3 separate regions of the Mus musculus genome follow, and all the other regions are linked to region 2. The links are chromatin contacts, called in public Hi-C and HiChIP or PLAC-seq maps. All regions are on one chromosome and are shown on one strand. Each heading gives the region's core, a stretch centred on a gene start, on an enhancer-like site or on the middle of the called end of the contact. The rest is flanking DNA. Distances are from core to core; before and after follow the strand shown.

Region 1 (4,114 bases), core at 95-2,594, 740 kb before region 2:
ATTAAGTCTAAAAATATGAAAGTATTGCTGAACCCAAAATAATTATTTAGAGAGCATGTATTAACTCATTTAACCACCTCAACAATTCTAAGGAATGGCATTATTTTTTACATAGCTATTATTATTTCCCCAATTCTAATGATAAACACATTTGTTTGATTTGCTTGCACAAAAATCACATTGAGAGTATGAAGCTGACGTACAAGCCCAGAGATTCTGGCTTCAGAACCTTCGTGCATAAATACATTGAACAATCTCTCCTTGTATCTTTAAAGGGTAGAAGGCAAAAAATAATCCCTCATCCATCTGAAAAAAATAAATTGACAAACCTATTTAAGGTAGAAGTGCTGAAAGCATAGTCTGATGCCACAATTAACCTGAAGAATCACCTGAGGGGGCTCACTGTAGACTTTCTCTGAATAATCCTCCAATACAAAGCACGCTTTCTCCTACTTCATAACACTTCTGTGAGGTGGGGTGTGTGTGTGTGTGTGTGTGAAGGCAATTATCAATCAATTGACGCTCTTACCCTACTGCTAGACTGATCTCTGAGAAATCAAGAGTCCCAAGGCCGCGCTCTTCAGTGCTTCCAGGAATCACTACAGAAACAAATGCCAGAAACAAACGTACAGCAGTCAGTTACCCCTAACCCTAGGCTTCTCCGTCGCCTCCGGAAACGCCCCCTCCTCAGGTCCTAACCCCGGCGGGAAAAGCCTGTGTTTTTAAAGGGCTAATTAAAAAATAATAAATAAATAAATAAATAAATAAGAAAGAAAGAAAGAAGAAAAAATAAATAAATGAACGGCCCTTAAAGGTAACTGCGCGGCTTCCAGAGGTTTCCAGTCTGGTCACATCACCTGAGGGGGCGCGGCTGGGGTTCCAGACCCGCCTCAGAGCAGCTAGGCCTCAGGAGGCCCCAGGCCTGGGCCCGGCCGCCACCTCTCGTCAGGCGTCCGTTTCCACACCAAACCTGCGGGCCCGGCGCGGAGGAGGCCCACGCTCCCGTTACCAGGCCCCGCCAGGCAGTTCTGCCCTGGGTGTCTGGCGTCCTAGCTTCCCCGCCCCCCTAGGGCCTTTCCTCCATCCCAGCCGCCATCTCGGGTCTGTTACCTCATCTCTTTCCCCGCGTCCGTCCACCTCAGGGCCCGACCCGCACAGCGTACCTCAGCGAGGCGGTCTCCGCCGAGCTGTGTGCGTCGCGACGCGGGAAGGGGGCTAGGGGCGGGGATGGTGGCCAGGGGCGGGGCGGGGCCCTGGGGCGAGGGGCGGGGCAGGTGTCTCCAGACAGCCAATCAAGACTCGGGGCGCTCCAAGGGGCGGCCGCACGCGTCTGGAGGTGAAAGGAGCTGGTCCCGGGCACCGAACTCAAGCTCGCAGCCAGTGCAGCTGTTCCAGAGGCTGTGGCAGGGGACGGCGAAGGCCAAAAGCGGGAGGCAGGGGACGAGGATGAGTGGACCAGCGGGACTTGCATACCTGGACCGTCGCGAGCGGGTTCTCAAGCTAGGCGAAAGTTTCGAGAAGCAGCCGCGCTGTGCCTTCCACACCGTGCGCTGTGAGTGCAGACTGTACCCCGGGTTCCTTCTGGGATGGGAGGGTGGTATGGAGACAGACTCCTCCGGATTCTGTAATTCTGTCCCCGCCGCTCTTTGCTCCCCGGGAGACCAGATGGCACAGTGATCCACTACCCAGTTGCCAGCCTCTGTGCAGGCACCTGGCGTCCCACAGTGTAGGAGAACCCTGGAAGGGTTTAAGTGAGACTGACAGACCTGAGAGGAAGTTTTGTGGGACGATCTGCACGGGTGGCTGTGGAGACTAGCGTGACAAGTGGATGGTGCAGAGTTTGAAAAGGTGACAGACAGATGGAACAAAGGACCGAATGCAGGGCAAAAGTGATGTGGAGAGGCCACAAGGACATTTCTTCCCCATTCTGGCTGATGAGGGTTCCCATTTAGTTTGTTCTTGGGAAGAGATTGTCAGCTGTCTCAATCGTTTGTATCTCTTTCCATCTCAGATTTCATGGTCAACTAAGTAATTACTGATTATCAAAAATTGAAAGATTTTTTTATCTAGTTTCTTTACTTTAAAAATCTACCTCCTAATGATTTCTACCCTTTGGTGTTTTGTTCTCTGGGATCTATTTTAATAGGTTATCTCTAATATTGTTGAAAAAGAGGTTATAATGAGCCTTTTCGTTTTAGTAATTAAATGAGATGCCAGCACGAAAAATATAACTTAATTTTGTATGTAAAACTTCTTTTTTGCATAATAGGCCACAGAATTCTAGCGCATAAGGGAAAGGTCACTGAGTTGTGACCTCTGTGTGTGTGTGTGTGTGTGTGTGTGTGAAATTGTAGATTTTTTTTCACATCTCTTTTGCAGCCCAGCTCTTCTTTACTGTCTGCTTGTCCTACATTCTCCACCATTCTGTCCTTTTCCTTACAAGGTTTATATTCTGAAAAACACTCATTTAAAACTCAGTCTTCAAAGTTTAAGTTGTAGACAATTCATCTATAATAACTCAGAGTAAATGTAGGAAGAACCAATGGGTTTAACCTTCCATTGATTATATTTAAGCTTTATAAAAAGGCTGCATTAAGCAAAAATATCATGTTTTGGTGGAATAAATGGGAGAAGTTTACCAACAGAACTTCAGTAGTGCTCCTTGTTTATTTTGCTCTGGGTTACCATCCAGAGTTCCCCACAATGAATCAGTGAGTGTTGTGCAGCCATAGTCTCTCTCCCTCTCTCCCTCCCTCTCTCTCTCCCTCTCTCTCTCTCTCCCTCTCTCCTTCTCTCCCTCCCTCCCTCCCTCCCTCCCTCCCTCCCCTCCCTCCCCCTCTCTCTCTCTGTCTCTCTGTCTCTCCCCTTTCCAAAAGCAAGGTACTGTTCTTAACTGACCTCTCAATGCCCCTTTCCCAAGTACTATGTCCTTTTCCTCTTCCTTCTTCTCAGGCATGCAGTGATCTTTTGTTTTTCAGTACAAAGTTTAAAGTTACAAAAAAGTTATTTAGTGATAGATATGTTTATTTTTTTTATGTGTATGTGTGGGCCTGAGTCTATATATGCACATCATATTATGCAGTGCCCTCAGAGACCGCAAGAGAGCCTCAAGTCCCTTGTAAGTGGAGTTAACCGTGGCTATCAGTGACCTGATGCTGGTGCTGAGAAGGACCCAAGTTCTCTGTAAGAACAGCCAGTGGTGCTCTTAACTTCTGAAACATCTCTCCAGTCCCTCGATGTATATATATTTTACAGCTTAGATATGCATTCTCTTCCTACAGATGCAAATCCAAAATTAAATGAATGAAATACAGCTTTTGAAAAGTGCCTTGCAGGTGTTCCTAAGACTTTTATTTATGGGTTCTTTACAGGATTAATTACAGCGTTAGAACTCAAACCCAGGGCTTTGTGCATACTAGTCAAGTGCTCTATCGCTGAGCTACATCCCGGCTTTACAAAAGTTCTTAAGATGTTGAAAACATATTTTCCAAATTAGAGTCGGATAATCGAGCCACAAGAATGACAATAAACAAGCATATGCCAAAAGACAAAGCATAATCACAAGCACAGTAAACAAGCTTAGACTCCACCCTTAGTCCTGCAGAAGACTTAAAAAAATACTGTCTCCCCCCCCCCCCGCCCCACCCTATCCAATTAAGTATAATATTACACAGAATCCTTTTAGGTTTATTTGAACAGGTTCATTTCCAGTGTCCCCTCAGTCTCAAGAACTCGTAAGGAATGGAAACTATATCATATAGTATTTGACATTTATGCAGAGCAGGTGGACCTAATTTAAACCACTCAAGCCAATGCTATTTGAGATTAAGTATTGTTTTGTCTCATATATGGGATAAATCTTGCCTATCTTTTATACGAATGCTTCAGATAAGCCTGTATGTGAACCCTGAACTTCACCAAACCTGTGTGTAACGTGACTTTGGGAACAGTCTCTAAGCTTTCAACCACAGTATTCATAGGTGAAAATGGTAATATCTACCTTTTTGGATTCTTTCCTAGAGAGGTTGTGGTAACATAAAAAAGAATCTAACATGGTATTTAGAACATGGTAAAGAATAAATAATAGCCACCATTAGTTTTTATGAGTTCTATT
Region 2 (4,524 bases), core at 146-2,645:
CCAAAATGTTCTGTCGATTAAACAGCAAACTCTTCTGCCTCCATGGCTGACTTCCAGGAACATAATCTGGTGAAGATCATCATGCTGAAGGTTCAGGCCCACCAGAAGCCGGACAAGCCAGAGCCACATGCTTCAGTTAAATCATGACTAAACAGAATCCAAACCAGCAGGACGTCTGTCCTCCCTAATCACATCTGTGATTGCTACATTACAAGGCAAGAGTGATAATATAGATCAGCCAAATGCCTCTGTTAGAGAAATGCAGCAATATGGTAGAGCTAATAAGCTAAGAAGAACCCTTTGAATGTCACTGGTCTGGCTTACAGCAGGAAAGGAAGTCAGAGAGACTGCAGAACCATGAACATTAAAACACCATGGCTAACGTGACAATGGAGAAATAAGATCCATGTGTTGAGAAATGCAGGACTCAGGGAATAAAATGCACCACAACTCATGCATCTAATTTCTGCCACCAAGGTCAAAGAACTCAAAAGAGCCCCTCTTCCCCCCCCCACCCCCCACGCCCCCTTTCTGTGGACACAAAAGCCAGTCTCATTCCAAGCTGCATTTCAGCTTCCACACCCTGAATCCAGTCTATCTGGGCTTTGAAACCACAGGACTGGGACACAGAAAATATTAATAGGATGACACCAAGCAGTTAACCTGGGATGGTCTGTTCTATGGCCACAGATAGCCAGTACCCAGTACAAAGTACTTCTCTTCACTGCTGAAAATTCTCAAATCCAATAGGGCTCTTGTTTTAGTCATTTACCCCCTTCCTTTTCTAGAGCTTACACTTCTCTATGTCCATGGAAAACTGTCTAGGAAACATCACTAACCCCAACCCAAATTATTTTATATGTAAAAACAAGACAAATGTTTTTTTGAGACAGGGTTTCTCTGTGTAGTCCTGGCTGTCCTGGAACTCATTATGGCTGGCCTCAAACTCAAGAGCTCCACCTGCCTCTGCCTCCCAAGAGCTGAGATTGAACACGTGCACCACTGCAGCCTGGCTGTGAGACAGGTCCTTACTATACAGCCCCAGACGGTCTCAGACTTGTAATGCTCCCACATCAGCTTCCCAAGGCATTGGACTGCAGGCACGAGCCACCACGCCCAGCCTGAAGAAGAAAAACTGTGTTTGTTTGGATGGAATCCAGCTTGATTTTGTCATTTTTTTTCCTCTGTCTATTTTTATTTTACAAGTACAGGTATTTTGCCTAAATGTATGTCTGTGTATCACATATGTGCCTGGTGCCTATGAAGGCCAGAAGAGGGCATCAGATCCCCTGGGGCTAGAGATATAGACAGTTGTGAGCTGCCCTATGGGTGTAGGGATGGAACCTGTCCTCTGGAAGAGCAGCCAGTGCTCTTAACCACTGATCGTCTCTCTAGTCCGATTCTGCTCCTTTAAAATAAACCCACAATGACAAAAGAGAAACTAATCTATAGCCCCACCCATGCCAATAAACTCAGGCAGGCATAATGACATAGAAACTCTGTACAAACTCTCAACTTGTAAAGTCACCAAATAAATATGTACACAGAGTCAGAAAATTATTTTAATAGTTACAAAACATTTTTTACAGAATCAGTATAAAATAGCAATTGATTATTTTATAATTATGAGAATTAGACTTGAGGTCTTGGCTGAATGGGGCTGAACCAACCAAAGGTCTCAGCCTGCTGGCTCAGAGACCACCCTCAGAACCTGGCCCTGCTGACATCTGTCATGCCCAGGCGATGAGATGACCGAGTCTTAAAAAAACTCTCTCTCTACTCATTCTTTGGAGGCTTGAAGTGAACTCGGCAGCGTTCATTAAACACCTAAGATATTCAAACAGAAACAAAAGTCACCCAGATATCCTGTATAAATCAGCCTGGATATAAATTCAGATCAACAGAATTGGAGTATGTTACCATGATGTAGGGTTCGGAAACAGTAAGTCTCTTTAGCACACCAAATTAAGCATAATGTATACCTTGGTAACATTCAGTAGACAATGTCAGCACCCATTTGCTGGCTGGACCTGTCTTCTGCTAAATTATGTGTATTTGTGTATTTCTTGTTTTGATCACCTTGCTTCCAAAAATTTGAAACAACATCTCAGAAATGTCGAGAAAGCCTTTAGACTAAATGGGGCTAGTTACAGAAAGTTCTTGGTAGAAGAATTCAGAGGGGTCAACGGTGTAAAAAGGATAAGGAAGCGATTAACATTCTTATGTGAGAAGACTTCTGATGTGCGTTAAAGAACACATACACATTCATCATACTTCTGTGACAAAGGAAACTCAATACAAGGAGCAAGCCGCCGGCACGTGAAAGCACATCCCTCCCTCCAAGCGGAAGACCTCACAGCAGAGGCAGATGCTCACTGCACACCCGTCAATGGTTTGAATTTGCATTTTGAGGCAGGGTCTTGCTTTGTGGTTTATACTGGCCTTGAACTTGCTATTTGTTTGGCTTGGCCTGAAACTCACAATCCTCCTGCTGTAGCCTCCTGAGTTATGGGCCACCATGCCTGGCTAAGTTTTGACTTTTCTGTGGGCTAATGATAGAATAATACTCTCTTGATGCCTAAGCGCAGCCCACTGCTAAGTGTCCTGAGAACACTTGGGTCTCCTGGGATGTAATCCCAGCATACTGAAGAGCACCTGGATATCACATCCAAAAGGTTCCACTCTATCACACTTGGCGTGTTCCAAAATCCTCTGGACAGCCTCTCGAAAGCCAGACATTCACCACACCCCTTTCACATCAGCCCCAGAGTAAATTATCTTCTTCAGAGAATGTATGAATATACAATCATTGCCAAACCTTCCAAGGAGCACAGCCCTCAAGCTGATAGAAGGACAAGTTCAGGCTACATTTTGGCCAGGAAGACAGGATAAAGAAATGCCATAAGACACTCAATTTATAGTCTGTAATTTGGTCATGTCTTCGCATGCTGTGAGTCTTTTTAAATTTAATGACACAGTAAAAAAAAAGGTGACTACAAGTAGGTAGAGGATGATTTCACTCACGACTTTAAAAACAGTTAACAAGCCTGGCCATGCATATGAAATCTGGAAGGTCACACAGCAAGACACCAGCATCGCTCTGCTTAACGACTGCTTTGCTTTGCTTTTATTTCTTTTCTTTCTCTTTCTTCCTTGTTTGTGAACATTGTGAAACAAAATTATTTCTGCAACCAAAGCTCCTGACGAGATAAGCAATTATTAAATGCCAGAAGTCAGTCAGTGCCCAGCGGCTAATATTTAACCCTAATGAGACCTAGAGGAGAGTGGGGGAGCTAAGTCTGCCTGCTCTTTCCTTCTCCTTAGTGTTCCCTGTGTAACTGCATTCAATGAGACTCCATGAATATTAACCGACACAATTGCAGAATAATGCTGGCAACTTTGTTTTTATGAAAAGTAACTACACAAAAGGCTAAGTTTAACAAATAACCTCTTTGAAAGTTCTCTTTACTACAGTAAAAACTCTGAATGTTAACCATATACAGTTAGTGTTAGGAGATACAAAGAACGTATCTAACCCCCCTCTGTAGGTCACAGATCCTCTGAAGTTAACAGCACTCACACCCTCAGCGTTGCTGGGGTTCTTTGTTCTCAGAGCCTGCCTGCACTGCCCTCCCCTGGTTGTCTCCTGCTTGTTCAGTTTTTCTCCTATTTCTCTATAAAAATCAACATTATTTCCTACCTTCCAGCTCCTGTCATTTACCACTTCTTCGACATTTAGTTCTGACTGCATCCATTTCAACTGCAAGAGAAAAATAGGAATTCTGAACTGTAAAGAGTTAAAACTATAGCACCCAGTGCTGGAGGAATGGTGATAGGGTAGATACAGGCAGATCCTGGGGACCTGCTGGCCAGCCAATTTAGCTAACACTGCAAGCTCCCACATGAGTGAGACCCTGCCTCAAAAAATAAGCTGGAGAAGTGATTGAGGAAGACATCCCGACATAACCTCTGGCCTCACGTACACCAGCGCAGAAGACCATACCCCACCCCCCATATGTACTCATATACAACATAAAGAGAAAATCAATTTTTACAAAGCATATGTAATGTGCATTAATTAGTAAGCTGTCATTTTTGTTTGAGCTCTCTGAGACACTGGCCCTGGAAGCACTGTCCCTCCACAATTCAGACCCAAGCATGCCTGTCTCAAGGCGTCCTCCAAGGCCCTGTGTCTAGGGATGAGCTGGCCCTACTCACTCTGTGACAGGGAGGAAAAGAGCAGCAAACCAGCTCAAGAATAAAATTTCCCTGAAAACTAGGAAGCACGGCATTTCTAATGGACATCACCACTGCTTCTATCAGACAGAAACACGCCTCCAAGGGAAGGAGGCCAGAAGTTCAGCTACAGGAAGCTCATCCACGGAGAGAAAGCTCACCGGAACTGCCAGCTGACTGCCTCCCCGTTAGGATGTTATTCCACCCGGAAGCCTCACCCAGGGGACACTGGCCTGCCTGGGACTCCTAGTGGAGCTTTCCCCAGCCAATTCCTGCTAGATAATTCAA
Region 3 (4,317 bases), core at 256-2,755, 690 kb before region 2:
TTCAAACGGATAATGTACGAATTTTGCAAGAAATAAGGCCATAGAGTTTTCTATCCTGTTCCCCCTACTTCTCATTTTACTATTTTCTTAGTTAACATAGAAAATAATGCATTTTTAAAAAATTTCATATATGTATGAATTTTAATTTGCTCATATTCCTTCCCCTACATTGTCCTCTTTTCCTTGTTCTTCGTTCTCAGTTTCCTCTCTTGCATTCGCCAATGAAATCACTCATCTTGACATTGCCTGACTTGGTGGGTTAGTGCTCAGGGTGTAACCCCAAGGTGCAGAAAATGTCCTTTGTAGCCTTTGGCAATATCTCCCCCTTTCTTTTGTGCTTCTCTTACCTCTTTGGATTAGCAAAAGTAACACACCAAGGGGAGAAAGAAGGAAATGCAAGGAGACTGTGTTCATTCAGACCGCGTGACGCGCATGTGTGGAAATGTCACAGTGAAAGCCAATGCTTTTACATCAGTGATATATAGTACTACACTTTCAATTTTATATACATTCAATTCAATGTAGGGTATAATGTATCTATTGTCACAATGTGTATTCCAATTGCTTGTCTGACAAGGGACTGAGTATAGTATTCTAGCGTCGGAATAAAATCCACTGAAAGTTAAGAACATTTAATGCTTGCAATAATACCTAGAAAGCAACTGGTTCATAATTTTTTGCACATGTTAAATTTTATTTCTTAATGAATGAATGAACTGATTTTTGAAGAGATAAATTGAAAATACAGAAAGCGACTTTAGCAAGGGCCATTACCAACTCTTCTTTTCCCTGTCATTTTCTTTAACCTTGTATTTTTTACTTACAGGATTTTCTAGCTGAATGCTATGATGTTGAAAACCTAAGCCCGGATCATTCTTATTCTCAGATTCAGTTCTGTGATGACTTTCCTTCTTGTTCACAGCATTTTGACTTCCTAGCCTCCCTGCGTTTCCACTTCTGTGGCTTCCATACCTGCACGACTGACTGCTGATACCTGTCTCTGCTTTTCCTATCTGTTTCTGCATAGTGAAAATTCCAGATCTGCCACTTTACTGGCCCTGTGATTTTTAGATAAGTTTCCTGATTTCTTGGAACAATAATTGTGGTATAATAAAGATAGCAGTAAAATGTATGAAAACCAAAGGTATGCATGCATACATATATGAATAACGCATATACATTAACATGGCACATAATAAGTGCCCAATAATGGCAGATATTATTAATCTGAAATCAGCCTTCTGTGTTTACACTGTTGTATTCTTCCCGCCCCCACCCCCACATGCCATTAGAAATCAGATTCAGGACCTGCAGGGCATAATGTTCTACCACTGAGCTGTATGCCTAGCCAAGATGCTGCATTCTTGAGTACTATCTAGTCCTCATTTGCAGAGGTATTTTTCTCAAACAGATAACCCTAATCGATTCTCTAGCACTGTTTCTTCTCATCTCGTGACTTGTGACGTGTTGTTCTTACTTCCCCATGCCTTACCTTTGGCACAATCAGCGTGCAGCCCCTCTCTTTTCCTATAGCTTCAAGTTCTGCTCTAAGGCAGGCAGCCACTGAAACTGACACCCACAGGGTTAAACCTATTTGCTGTAGCTATCCCTCCTCCCCCTAGTCCCCCTTTTCACTGTAGGCTGGCAGCAGTCCTAGCTGCCTACTGAAGCCAAATGCTTGAGGAGAGAGAGAGTAAGGAGCCAGCCATGAATCCTTTCCAGAAAAATGAGTCCAAGGAAACGCTCTTTTCACCTGTCTCTACTGAAGAGATGCTGCCTGGACCTCCAAGCCCTCCAAAGAAGTCAACTCCGGTGAGTCCCAAAGTTCGGTTTGTCTCTGACAGTAATAGCATACGGAAGTCTTTTGAAGTTTCTCGTTGGCTGTTGGAACTTTGTGCTGAACTGTATTAGAGCAGAAAAACTACTGCTTTCATGGAATTAGAATTCACCTGAAAATTAATTCTAGACTCTTCTGTTTTGGGAAGGAAGCAACAGGGTGGGTTAGCCAGATTTTTTTTTTCAGTTGGGCCCCAGAGTTTTGCTCTGTTTCATTGCATATTCCCTGGGGGAGAAAAAGCACTTTGAATGTCCAGGGAGACTTGGCAAGCATTCCTGTCTGGAGAACTGTGTGTGATTGTTCTTTCCTTACCAATACCAAAACTCAGCCTTTAGTTTCCCTTGTGTGCAGAGCCTTCTTTTTTTGGACACCAAAAAAGCTTTAGAATAGACCCACTCTCTGTTACTAAGTGTCCCTACTTTAAAGTGGGAGGTTGGATAGAGGAACAAAGAATAATATTTTGTATTTCGTACTCGTTAAAGCACTTCCGATTGTATCGCCTTGTTCGATTCTCATATCATATTAAAATCCTCTTTGTAGAAAGGCTACAGTAATAATAACCAATTATTTGCTGAGTTCTTAGTATCAACCATGAGGTCAGTATGATTCTGATTTCCTTGAAGTAACAGAAATGAAACACAGAGCGGAGTACTGGTGTCACTTCAGTAAGGATTGCATGTTAATCCAATCAGTGAGAGTGTATGCCGCTAATGTTAAATAAACTCTATGTTACATAGTTCTCAGGATGAGAGCTGCAAAGGTAATAATTTCAACTCAGTGCATCTTTCAATCAAGTTGTTATCATGCAGTAACATGTATATAGAAAGGTGATTTATTCATATCCACATGGGTAAAAGGCAGACTAAGTTTTTTATATATAGTTTATCATATCTTGTTAAGGGTGGTTAGAGAGGTACATACCTGTGAAATAAGAGGTAATATAAATCTCATGTTAATGTTTGAATGTCTCAAAGGATAGATGATCTTTGTCCCCTTTCCACGTTAGTGGCGCTATTGTGTAGAAAGAGATTTAAAATAAAATGTGATATTTACTATTTTACATAATGCATGAAATAGCACAGTTACTCTTATGTACAGCTTGAAAATGAAAACCTTGTTGCTGGAGAGATGGCTCAGCAGTTGAGAGCACTTGCTGTTCTTTCAAAAGACCAGAGTTTGGCTCCTGGTTCCCAAGTCAGACAGCTCACAACAACCTATAACTCCAGCTCTAGGAGATCCAACATCTTTTTCTGGTCTCTGCAGGTACCCACATACTTAGGCTCTCACATATACAAACACATATGTACATAAATACAAATACAATTTAAAAGGAAACATTACGTAAGCATACTAGTAGGAAAGGTGGACACTTAATTTCATAGGATTTCAGAATTTTCTTCCCAGAGTTAAGGTGACCAATCGGCTTATATTTAGGAGTGCCTGGCCACCACTTTGAACTCTATGCCTGGGTCTTGCAAACCATGAAAGAGAAGTCATCAGATTGTCAAGATTTCCCCCAGAATGGTGACCATGGCAGATGGGACCAGCCAGTCCCTGTAGTAGAGCTAAATGAGAGTGTGACATCTGGCTCTGACTGCCTGGATATCACGTGCTCCTGAGGCTATCTTTTCAATTTATTCTTAGCAATAATTATGATCATCCTCTTGCCTAGAGCCATAGGCTTTTATTAAGATACTGTGGGGAGGTGAGCGTGTTCTGATCAAGGAATGTCTGGCTCGTCCCATATTAATAATGGATGAAGTAAGATTTGAACTTTTTACCCCCCACACCAGTAATATAAGCATGATTAGCATGAGAACGTATGAAGAGACCACTACATATGACAACGTATGACAACACTATGAAGAGACCACTGCTTTGTGATAACTGATGACAACAATTTAGGGATGAGTTTATCCGGACATAGTGGGGTTCACCAGCAACCTGAGCTCTTTGGGAGCCCAAGGCAGGAAGATCTTAAAGCAGAGGCCAGCCTGGGCAAAATGAGACTAACTATGTTAAAGGTTTGGTCCCCATGGAGATGCTATTGGGAGCCAGCAGAAATTTTAGCAGGTGGAGCTTAGCAGGAGGTGGAGCTTAGCAGGAGGTGGTGCTTAGCGGGAGGTGGAGCTTAGCGGGAGGTGGAGTTTAGTGGGAGGTTGGGCTTCTTCGTATACGTACATTTGAAGATATATTTTAGTTGTAAAGTAACCATGTAGTTTAAATGGGGAAAGTGCTCATGCGCCTACGTTTGCTTTTTCGTTGAATAGAAGCTCTTCGGCTCTAGCTACCCACTCAGCATCGCCTTCATTGTGGTGAACGAATTCTGCGAGCGATTTTCCTATTATGGCATGAAAGGTAACTCTGTGCCCCCAGAGCCTTCTCTGCTTGTGTTTATAGCAGCCTGGCCTCCTTTCATGCACTTTGTCCAATCATTTCTGCCTCGGTATAAACTGATCCTTTCCTCTGGCCATGATAGT

Evidence for each region. Hi-C and Micro-C count contacts between places; a contact is called where the count stands out from the background. HiChIP or PLAC-seq counts read pairs in DNA pulled down with a chosen protein or histone mark.
Region 1: a Hi-C map of the N1E-115 cell line shows a contact between it and region 2, with 10 times the contacts expected there. The contact joins the promoter of Eaf2 here to the enhancer-like site in region 2. A contact is called at or near these places in 11 of 39 promoter capture datasets (the 3T3-L1 cell line, 3T3-L1-derived adipocytes, the HPC-7 cell line and 6 more), 1 of 15 datasets of contacts at CTCF or cohesin (pro-B cells), 24 of 484 Hi-C or Micro-C datasets (the AML12 cell line, the G1E-ER4 cell line, the N1E-115 cell line and 14 more), 5 of 115 datasets of contacts at active chromatin or transcription factors (embryonic forebrain and embryonic stem cells) and 1 of 9 other capture datasets (embryonic stem cells).
Region 3: an H3K27ac HiChIP or PLAC-seq map of embryonic stem cells shows a contact between it and region 2, with 7 times the contacts expected there. The contact joins the promoter of Slc15a2 here to the enhancer-like site in region 2. A contact is called at or near these places in 11 of 39 promoter capture datasets (the 3T3-L1 cell line, 3T3-L1-derived adipocytes, the HPC-7 cell line and 6 more), 3 of 115 datasets of contacts at active chromatin or transcription factors (all in embryonic stem cells) and 3 of 9 other capture datasets (adipose tissue, embryonic stem cells and liver).

The regions. Positions count from the first base shown.
Region 1 is chr16:36,825,489-36,829,602 of GRCm38.p6, reverse strand. It overlaps Eaf2 (ELL associated factor 2), which reads left to right and starts at 1,344. Exons shown (of 6, transcript NM_001113401.1): 1 at 1,344-1,552. The coding sequence starts at 1,447. Iqcb1 (IQ calmodulin-binding motif containing 1) reads right to left here and starts at 1,203. Exons shown (of 15, transcript NM_177128.4): 1 at 1,111-1,203; 2 at 530-599.
Region 2 is chr16:36,089,137-36,093,660 of GRCm38.p6, reverse strand. Ccdc58 (coiled-coil domain containing 58) reads right to left here. Exons shown (of 5, transcript NM_198645.2): 4 at 3,701-3,760; 5 at 1,543-1,827. The coding sequence ends at 1,777. Among named protein-coding and RNA genes, the nearest start is that of Gm41450, 11 kb to the left of the region's middle. Within about 2 kb of position 1,395, at least 7 of the 459 cell types and tissues checked have an H3K27ac peak or open chromatin away from gene starts, as enhancers often do. A contact at or near this core is called in the N1E-115 cell line and embryonic stem cells, where this site is marked.
Region 3 is chr16:36,782,150-36,786,466 of GRCm38.p6, reverse strand. Slc15a2 (solute carrier family 15 (H+/peptide transporter), member 2) reads left to right here and starts at 1,505. Exons shown (of 22, transcript NM_021301.3): 1 at 1,505-1,812; 2 at 4,108-4,195. The coding sequence starts at 1,675.